2 separate regions of the Gossypium arboreum genome follow, and region 1 is linked to region 2. A link is a contact called in public Hi-C data. All regions are on one chromosome and are shown on one strand. The core of a region is the stretch at or near the end of the contact, and the rest is flanking DNA. Distances in the headings are between cores, read along the strand shown.

Evidence for each region. Hi-C and Micro-C count contacts between places; a contact is called where the count stands out from the background.
Region 1: a contact with region 2 is called in a Hi-C map of leaf, with 2.6 times the contacts expected there. The contact joins the promoter of LOC108486162 here to the promoter of LOC108486953 in region 2. A contact is called at or near these places in 2 of 5 Hi-C or Micro-C datasets (both in leaf).

What each region holds. Positions count from the first base shown.
Region 1 is chr10:101,727,881-101,732,357 of ASM2569848v2, reverse strand. LOC108486162 (classical arabinogalactan protein 25) reads right to left here and starts at 2,747. Exons shown (of 1, transcript XM_017790037.2): 1 at 1,838-2,747. The coding sequence starts at 2,484. The coding sequence ends at 2,068.
Region 2 is chr10:101,557,592-101,561,965 of ASM2569848v2, reverse strand. It overlaps LOC108486953 (serine/threonine-protein kinase RUNKEL-like), which reads right to left and starts at 2,831. Exons shown (of 11, transcript XM_017791122.2): 1 at 2,523-2,831; 2 at 2,317-2,406; 3 at 2,060-2,112; 4 at 1,892-1,967; 5 at 1,635-1,696; 6 at 1,438-1,516; 7 at 1,284-1,343; 8 at 1-1,134. The coding sequence starts at 2,570.

The DNA.
Region 1 (4,477 bases), core at 1,498-3,997, 170 kb before region 2:
CTAATAATATTAACAATTAACTTTCATCAAATCAACTCTAAAATCTAAACTAAATATTAAAAAATTAATATCGTTACCTTTAAATATCAAAATATACAAATTTTATCAAATACGAATATCAAATTAGATCAAAAATAACGTAAATATCACATTAAAAAAATTGTATAACTCGAATACTAAATCAAATATTAAGCGAAATCAAAATGTATAATATGAAAATAGTGTTTGCTTAGTCTGGTCTATGGGTCTCTGAACCTTGCATATTAAAGAAGAAAATAAAAGATAAATATATTTTTTCCTCCAACTATAATGCTTGATAGTTTGAATTTTTTTTTTCATTTGAATCCAAGAACACCTGTCATTTAAATGATTTCCATTCCTTACTTGACAATTTACTACTGATTAAATAAAATTAAAATTTTAATCTGGGAGTGAGTTAAAGATTAAAAAAGACAAGCAATCTTGTGATTATGTTGGATTGTGTCCTACTAATTATGTTTTTTTAAAAATTTGAATTTAGATCCCAAAGCTGGATTAACCAAAAAGGTAGTAAAGTGAAGATTTCTTAGATCCCAAAGCTTGAAACCTAATATATGTAGTATATTTTTATATAAATATAACACAAATTATTGTATATATCAAAATACTTAACTATGAATAATTCACGTGTAGGTGGTGTTGTAAGTGCAGTATGGGACTCTAAAAGGAGAAATAAATAAATGAAAAAGCGCCAATTAAGTAATTGGATTGCAAGGCAGTCTCAAAACAGACAAAACATGTTTACCTAAACACCTGTTTCTATATGTTTAATCATACAATCAGCCAACATGTGATGGATTCTAATTCTTCAAATGAAACAAAAAGACACCAATTTTTTGGTCATTCGGTCTGCCTCACATGCCACGCACCTACTATATCATGTGACAACCGATAGGATCATCAACATATCCCCGGCCGGTATAGCGTCCCTTCATTTTCATAATTCATTATTATTTGGCGTTTGTAGATTTTAAAAAATAATAAATTATTTTTTATAAATTAATTTTCTTTGTTAAAAATTTTATCTATTTATGTTATTAAAAATTGACTTGTCTAACGAAATAATCAAATAGTAATACGTGATGTGCTACATGTATGTCATGTTGATGTATAAAGATCAATTTTTAATAATAGAAATTGATGAAATTTTTAACAGAATAACAAATTTATCTCTTTCTGAGTAAAGTGTATAAAATGTAATCTCACTCCTACTATAAGAACTTCTATGGTACTTTTATTTAGGGTGTTCAAATGGTAAGTTCGATTAATACCCAAAATCGAATTGCTCTTAACCAAAATTTATATATTTTTATTTTTGATTAAAATAAGTATAAAATATATAAAAAAACATTACTAATATTCATTTTCTTTTTTTAATAGTTTAAAAAAATTAAATGGAAATGAAAATAACAAATAAGACATTAAAAACACTACATAAATCTTAAAAGTTAACAACTAAACAAATAGTTAAAAATTATATATAATTTATATTATTTATTCAGTTAATTATTTAATTTGATTAATTACTCGATTTGAACTGAATTAACTAATAATTAAAATTTTAAAAATTATTAATCGACCTCCGATTAATTAACCGAATTAAATTAATTTAGTTGATTAATTCAATTTTAACTGAATTATAAACATCCCTATTTTTCCTATATCATTCTCTTTAAAATTTGATGTAATACTTGAAAATAAATGTTTAAAATTTAGATTTAGATTGAGATTAATTTATTATGTAAAGCATAAAATAAATAGTACTCAATTCACACCATTATTAAAATTTAAATCCAAATTTTAAAATTCAAAGTTTTCACTAAAGGATTTTAAAAGCCATGATAGCTTTAATAGCGAAGAACAACACATGATTCATGATTCTCAATCATACACTGTAGTTCGGATTTTATTACAGTAGCTAGCTAGATACATTATAATGATGCACCATGGCAGTTGAAACAAAAAATAATAATAAATGAAGGAAGATGAGCAAATTAAAGAGTAAAGTATTACAATCAACAAATGAATTTACAGTAGGTGCAGTAAGCAGTAAGGTACTACCAGAACCGAAAAAGTTGTCAAGTGTAGAGACGAAAGCAAAAATATTGGAGATGAAGAAGAAACCGGCAATGGTCCGAACGGTTCGAACGCGGAAGTTGGACCGGGGGCGATGAAATCGTCGGGGTTAGGGGGACTTGGGGTGGAAGGGATGGTTGGCATCGATGAGCCACTAGTAGGCACCACTCCACCAGGAGATGGCAACAAAGGAGCAATATCAGGTGATAATGGTTGGAAAGGGGACAATGGAGGATCCGACACTGATACTGGTGATGCTGATATCGTTGGGGTATCTGAACTCAGCCGAGAAGCTAAAGATGGCAAAGGTGATGAAGCAATGAAATACATGATCATGATGGGTAGTAAGAGAAAGCAAAAGGAGGCCATTTCCTAATGATGAAGAAATCAAGGTTGAGTGTCAAATGTTATATATAATATGTGGGTAAATGAAGAAGGGGTTGTAGTGAAGAAAAGCAAAAAGGAAAGGTGGGAGAAAAAGGAGTGAGGCTTTAGGTAAGAGGCAGTAGGGAGTGATGATGGAGTCCCTTAAAAAGGAAAGACTAAGGGTATCTCTATTGAGACCCAAATTGTAACGTGGCAAATTACAAGGGGTCAGTGGTGAGAAAATACAGGTTGGCAATGTAGAAAAGAAGACAACAGAAAAAAGATTAGTGATTTTTTGTTTTTTTGGTGTGACATGTTCGTTAGCTGATGATTCTTCCTTTACAGCCCGTGACTTCGGCAAATCCTTATATTTTGGCTAATCAATTTCAACTGTGCTTAATTTTTATAGGAATAATGTTAAACCCCGCTTTTAATATTTATATATTTTATTAATTTACTCTTTATTTTCTTTTTAAGTTAAATTTAATATTTAACTTTTTAAAAAGAGTTAAATTATTTTTTAATGTATATATTGACTATATTGTTAATTTTTAATAATGTTGGTATAAGAACCGTATATCACTCCATATATATTATCATGTTGACATAATATTATTTGTCTTATATGTCATATCAATAAATAATTTTAAAATATAAAATAAAATTATTTAAAATTAAAAAATATAAAAATTTTATAAAAATTTAAAAATTAGTATGAACTACATGTAGATTGTTATTCGAACTACTATGTTTAAAAATTTAATATTTTAATTAATATTTTTATTAGGAAACAATAATTTAATTCTTTTTAACAAGTTGATGGTCAAATTTAATTATTTTAAAAATTAAAAGGTCAAATTTAATTAAAAAAAGTGAGAACAATTTTTTAAAATTTGAAATAATCTTTTTTTCTCATGTAAGGGTTTCTTTTCATTTATTTTAGTTTTTCGTTTGAATTGAGGAAAGTTTAAATTACTCTAAAAGTTTGTTTCCCACCTCATGATAGTATTGAAAAGTTAAAACCCTACAGTCTGGTACACGATCATTTTGAAAAATAATGAACATAATAAATTATACATTTAAATATTATTAATATAAGATTTAACTGGTATCCAAGAAAAATGATTTTACCAAAAAAAAATTACTAATATAAGAAATTATACATTTAAACAAATATTTAAATTTGAATTATTATACACGTGTGGACCTTTAATTATTTCATTTTGTGTATATGTTATATATGGATTTTATCTAATTTTTATATATAATATTCAAGTAGAAGATGGGATAACATTATTTGAATCCATGATAAATGGGTGTTTGGCAAGAAATTTAACCACCGCTCCATTTGAATCAAGTTTTGTCCCTTGTTCTTTGTACTAATTTGATTTTACATTATACAATCAACCATCTCTGTAATAGTCTCCGCTAAGATACATGCATGGATGGGGTAGAATTTATTAAAATTAATTTAATTAAGCTGTTAATTTTCAAATTAGGAAGATCAATTGACTTGCGATGAATTTTTGCATGGAATCTAAGCATTTTTTAGTTGAGATGTCTACATACCGTTCGAAGAGTTATCTCACACTTTGAATCATTCGATTTCGACTCCAGACGCTTAAGTTATGACCATTTTACTAAAGACTGTGCGATCAAAGTTTTTAGACGATTTATTACGAGAAATTACGAATTTTAGGTTTTAATTCAAGTTTAAAGCATATTAAGTTCGAGTTTAATGTCTAATTCTGATTATATATGATTACCGATATTTTATCTATTAAGTTTTATTATTTTATTATTTATTTATTTGAATTTTAGGATATTTTAAATATTTAAAGTTGTTTAAGAGTTTTATATTTCTTACTCAACAAGAAAATTTAGTTATACTAAAACTATTATTTAGATTAATTAGAGTTTCATTATACCTGAAAGTTTTTTTGAATATAATCAGTTAACCTATATAAAATCCTCTTCATAATTCATTAAAAGCATT
Region 2 (4,374 bases), core at 1,582-4,081:
TTTTCTGCTTGGCATTACGGGTCTTACAGAAAGATCTGAAGGATGCCAGAGAACTTGGGAGATATTGTTGGATGATTTTGAACAATCAGAATCAGGAGCAGATACTGGACTCTCCTTAATTCTCTGATTTCTGTTTTGGGAACTGACACTGGGTGGGGTTGAAGCAACTTCAACATGATTGGAAGATGACTCTTGATCATGTGCTTTTGATTCACCAGAGGTCGACAAACTACTGATGGCTTGGCTATCTGATTGGTCCATGTTATTATCCCTTTCTTCCGCTTTGAGCTGTTGCTGATTCTGACATGAAATTTTTCCTTCAATTGTGCAAGTAGGAACATCTGATCCATCAGGTTCATCAGGCACGTCCTCTTCAGTGTTCTCATCAAAATCAAGTTCCATATCAGTATTCTCGATTTTAACTTCAGACTCATTCTCAGAGCTATTTGGAAAAGGCCTACGGTAGTTTTCCTTCTCATTCTCCTTCTGTAAGTTTGTTTTGGCTATTCTAGATAACCTCAAGAGGTTCACACGCTTAATAGCACTGGACTGATCTTTATGCTTCTCCTCCACTGCTCTTCCAGAAGGTTTTGTTTGAGTTTTACAGCCAATTGGTGTACCTTTGACTGCTGTCTCGTGGCCTCTTAAAGCCATGAGAGAATTCTCATCTTTTCTTGAAGCCCCTTTTGAAACTTTTTCCCTATATTTAGGAGTCTTGCTTTGAGAAGATCTGTCACTGTTACGCTCTGAGAGACATGGTTTAGCATATAACTCAATCATGTTTTCAAAAGCAGGCTGAGGAGGGAAAGCTACCAGAGAAAATTTTGTCCTCCAAAAGGCATGTAAACAAAGCTCAAACCATTTTATTCTTTCAGCTGGATCTTTAATCAGCAAAGAATTAACAATATTGACAAAAGAAGAGCTTGGACTTCCTGGAAGTGGAGGAGTTGGATCTGAGAGAATGGATTTTACAAGTTGAGTGAATTCCTTTCCTACAAAAGGAGGCCTCCCTGTATAACACTCGTATAGCACACAACCTAGGGCCCAAAAATCAGATGCAAAAGAATGGACACCTCCATCCTCAAACAATTCAGGGGCCATATAACAAGGTGTTCCTCGCTTTGCTTGTGGCAGCTAAACAAGTGCAAATAGTAGAAAGCACAACAATGAACAACTCAGAAAGGGAGAAGAAATTGAAAAGATTTCCATAACCTAGTGAAGATTAAATTGACAATGTAATTCATGTATAGGCACAGAATGCCACAACGCCTACAAGAACCTACCATGGAAGAAGGTGTTTTAGATATATCACTCAACTTTCTAGCAAGTGCAAAGTCACATAACTGCATCGCACGAATACCAAAAGGTGAAACTCAATTGCAAAGGATGTAGGTAATAGCAACTCAATATTGCATGTTCGTAACAGGGGATAGATACCTTTGTATGGCCATTCTCGTCCAAAAGGATGTTTGACGGTTTTAAATCACAGTAAATGATTCCTTTTGAATGTAAATATCTAATAACAACAATATTTCCATTAGTAACTTACGAAAGGTGTTAAATGAAGAACAAAAACATATTACATACAATACACAAACTGCAATAATAAACGAGAAAAAAAAAAGGATGCTTACTGCAAAGCTCGGACAAGATCATAGGCCAAAAAATAAATTGAATCTTCCGGCAGTTTACCATCCTGAAATCCATAAAAAAAAATGATAAATGCAATCCTAAACTAGCATACCCGCATTCAAGATCCTCAAATCTATCTTAGCAAATGAGAACAAGAAAATCCTAAAGTTCCTTTCGTACTTAAAAGAACTTTTTTTTGAAGGCTACTTAAAGAACTGAAACATTTAGAAAAAGGGGGAAAAGGTAATCCGTGAAGTACCTGCCGTAATAAGGTCATGAGGTCTCCGCCCGTACAGTATTCCAAAACCAACCACAAATGTGCAGAAGTTTCATACCTTGATACACAAAGTAACAAAATCGAGACAACCTTAAATATGCCAAAAAAAATTCGCAAGTAATCCAATATCTAAATTGGGGAAAAAAATACCATGAGTAAAACTTTAGAATATACGGATCATTTAATGAATGAAGTATCCTAACCTGGAAGAAAAAAGGCAAAAATAGTAAAAACGGAAGCTAAAATTGCAGAATTAGCAGCTGAAGTTGTAAATAAACCACAATTACAAAAGATTCAAAAAATAAACTTCAACAAGGATCTTGTCAAATAAAAACAAGCTAAAAATACATAAATATCGGCTTAATTATCCAAATCATATCAAACTTTCTTTTTTAAAATCAAGTTACTTCTTGAAGAACTTTGTGCCGCTGTGATTTATCGACGCTTTTGATTGCGAAATACTCAATCGTCTTCTTCTTCCTTCCTTTATACACGGTCTATAAAAAACCATTGAGAACTTAAATAAGTAAAAAATGATAAAATGTAGCGAAAACGAACTCAATCGGCGACGAAAGTTTCACCGGAATCTGAGAGAATGAGAGGCATTTATTACCGAGTATTTGCCACGACCGATGACTTCGTAGATGTGATAGTGGTTCATTGTTGAGATCGGAAAACTCTCGGAGAGCAGAGGAGGGTATTTTGGGATAAAGATTGAGGATTATTGGCTTTTAGCGATTTTGCTGTCAAATGAAGGAGAGAGAACTGACGAGACTGTAGAAATAAGCGGGAAATTAATGTGAATTAAAAATCAAAAAACGAGAATACATAAATACTCGCTTCATTCCGTGCTATGCCATCCGGCATTTACAGCATGTAAAATCCTTCTCTCATATCCAACCAATATCCCGTATTTACAAAATAGAATAGAGTAAAAATATAATAATTGTTAAGTAGAAATAGAATATAAAATAAAAGAGTATGTTCAGTTCGTTGAAATAAAATAGAATAAAAATGTAATAATTATTTGGTGAAATTAAAATATATGTTATAAAATAAATAAATAGAGAATAAATAATAAGATAATGGAAGCGCAAAAAATAGCGTATTTTATTAATTAATCATAATATCTACAAAGTTTCTTCAAACTCTCTATTTATATATATAAAAAGTATTTTGATCTTAATAAACATCTACTTAATAATATATTTATAACACTTCGTTAAAAGTTGCCTTGTTAAAATTCTTTACCAGGAAACTTAATAGAACAAAACATTGATTGAACAAAACAGAATACAACATGTATTTACTCCTCCTCATGAAAACATCGCATAATATCTCATATTCTACATATTCAATCTTGAATACTAACTTTTCAAATGAACATTTATATCATCATTCTTTTGAAAATGATGAGTAAGGAAAATTTTAAGGGAAATATATTTTGATCTTTTCAGAATTTTAACAATAATCATAGCAAACTTTAATTATGATTCTTCTATAGAAATACAAATAAGTATTTTGGATCATTTTATAATCCTCTTTTAACTATTATTCACTAAGTCAAATTTATCATGTTCAAATTATTTTAATTCATATAAACGAACAATTTCCCGAGAATTTTAATATACGTCTAGCATTCTAAATCCTTTAAGGATTTTAATATAAGCTTTATTATATAGTGATTCATAAAATGTTGTAACAACAACCATTAGACGCAAGTTAAATTTTTTATGAACTACCAGATTAATAATATATCTAAAGGTTTTGCATCCACAATAAAGGAATATTATATCTTTTCGTAATCAATGTCAGGACTTAATGAAAAACTTCGGATTTTTATTTTAATTTTGCAAAACTACTTCATTTATATCCTCATTGGCTTTATACATTTAGATATTTCGACTACTGGTCCAGAAACTCCACAATTTTAGTTGTACTTGTGTTGTGTTTTCTATTTTGAACAATATATTACATATATATATATATATATATGTGTGTGTGTGTGTGTGTGTGTGTATTTTTCAATAGATTTATTCAAGCTTCTCATTTTATTTCATTATTTCAACAATAATATTGTATGAAAAACTATTATCGACCACTTTTATTATCGATTCCACATTTTCTTGAATTGACATAACTTATCGAGATATTTTATTTCCACTAGTTTAATCTTCAGTTTTAGGTACTTGAATCTCTTCTAGAGTTTTACTTATTAGTTATGTCTTGAGTCCCTTCTAGAACACCCATATTCACTATATGACGATCTAGATTTATTATTTTCTTTTATAAGAATTTTTATACTTGGAACTTGTAATGAGTTATCCTTGTTGAGCTTCTGGTTCAAATTACTCTTCCCCTAACTCATTACAAGTTATTAGTTCTCTCCCCCCTAATGTCAGAAAAACTATCAAATCAAAATAATAATCACAAATCATGTCATAATTGAATCTCTAATTTAAAAC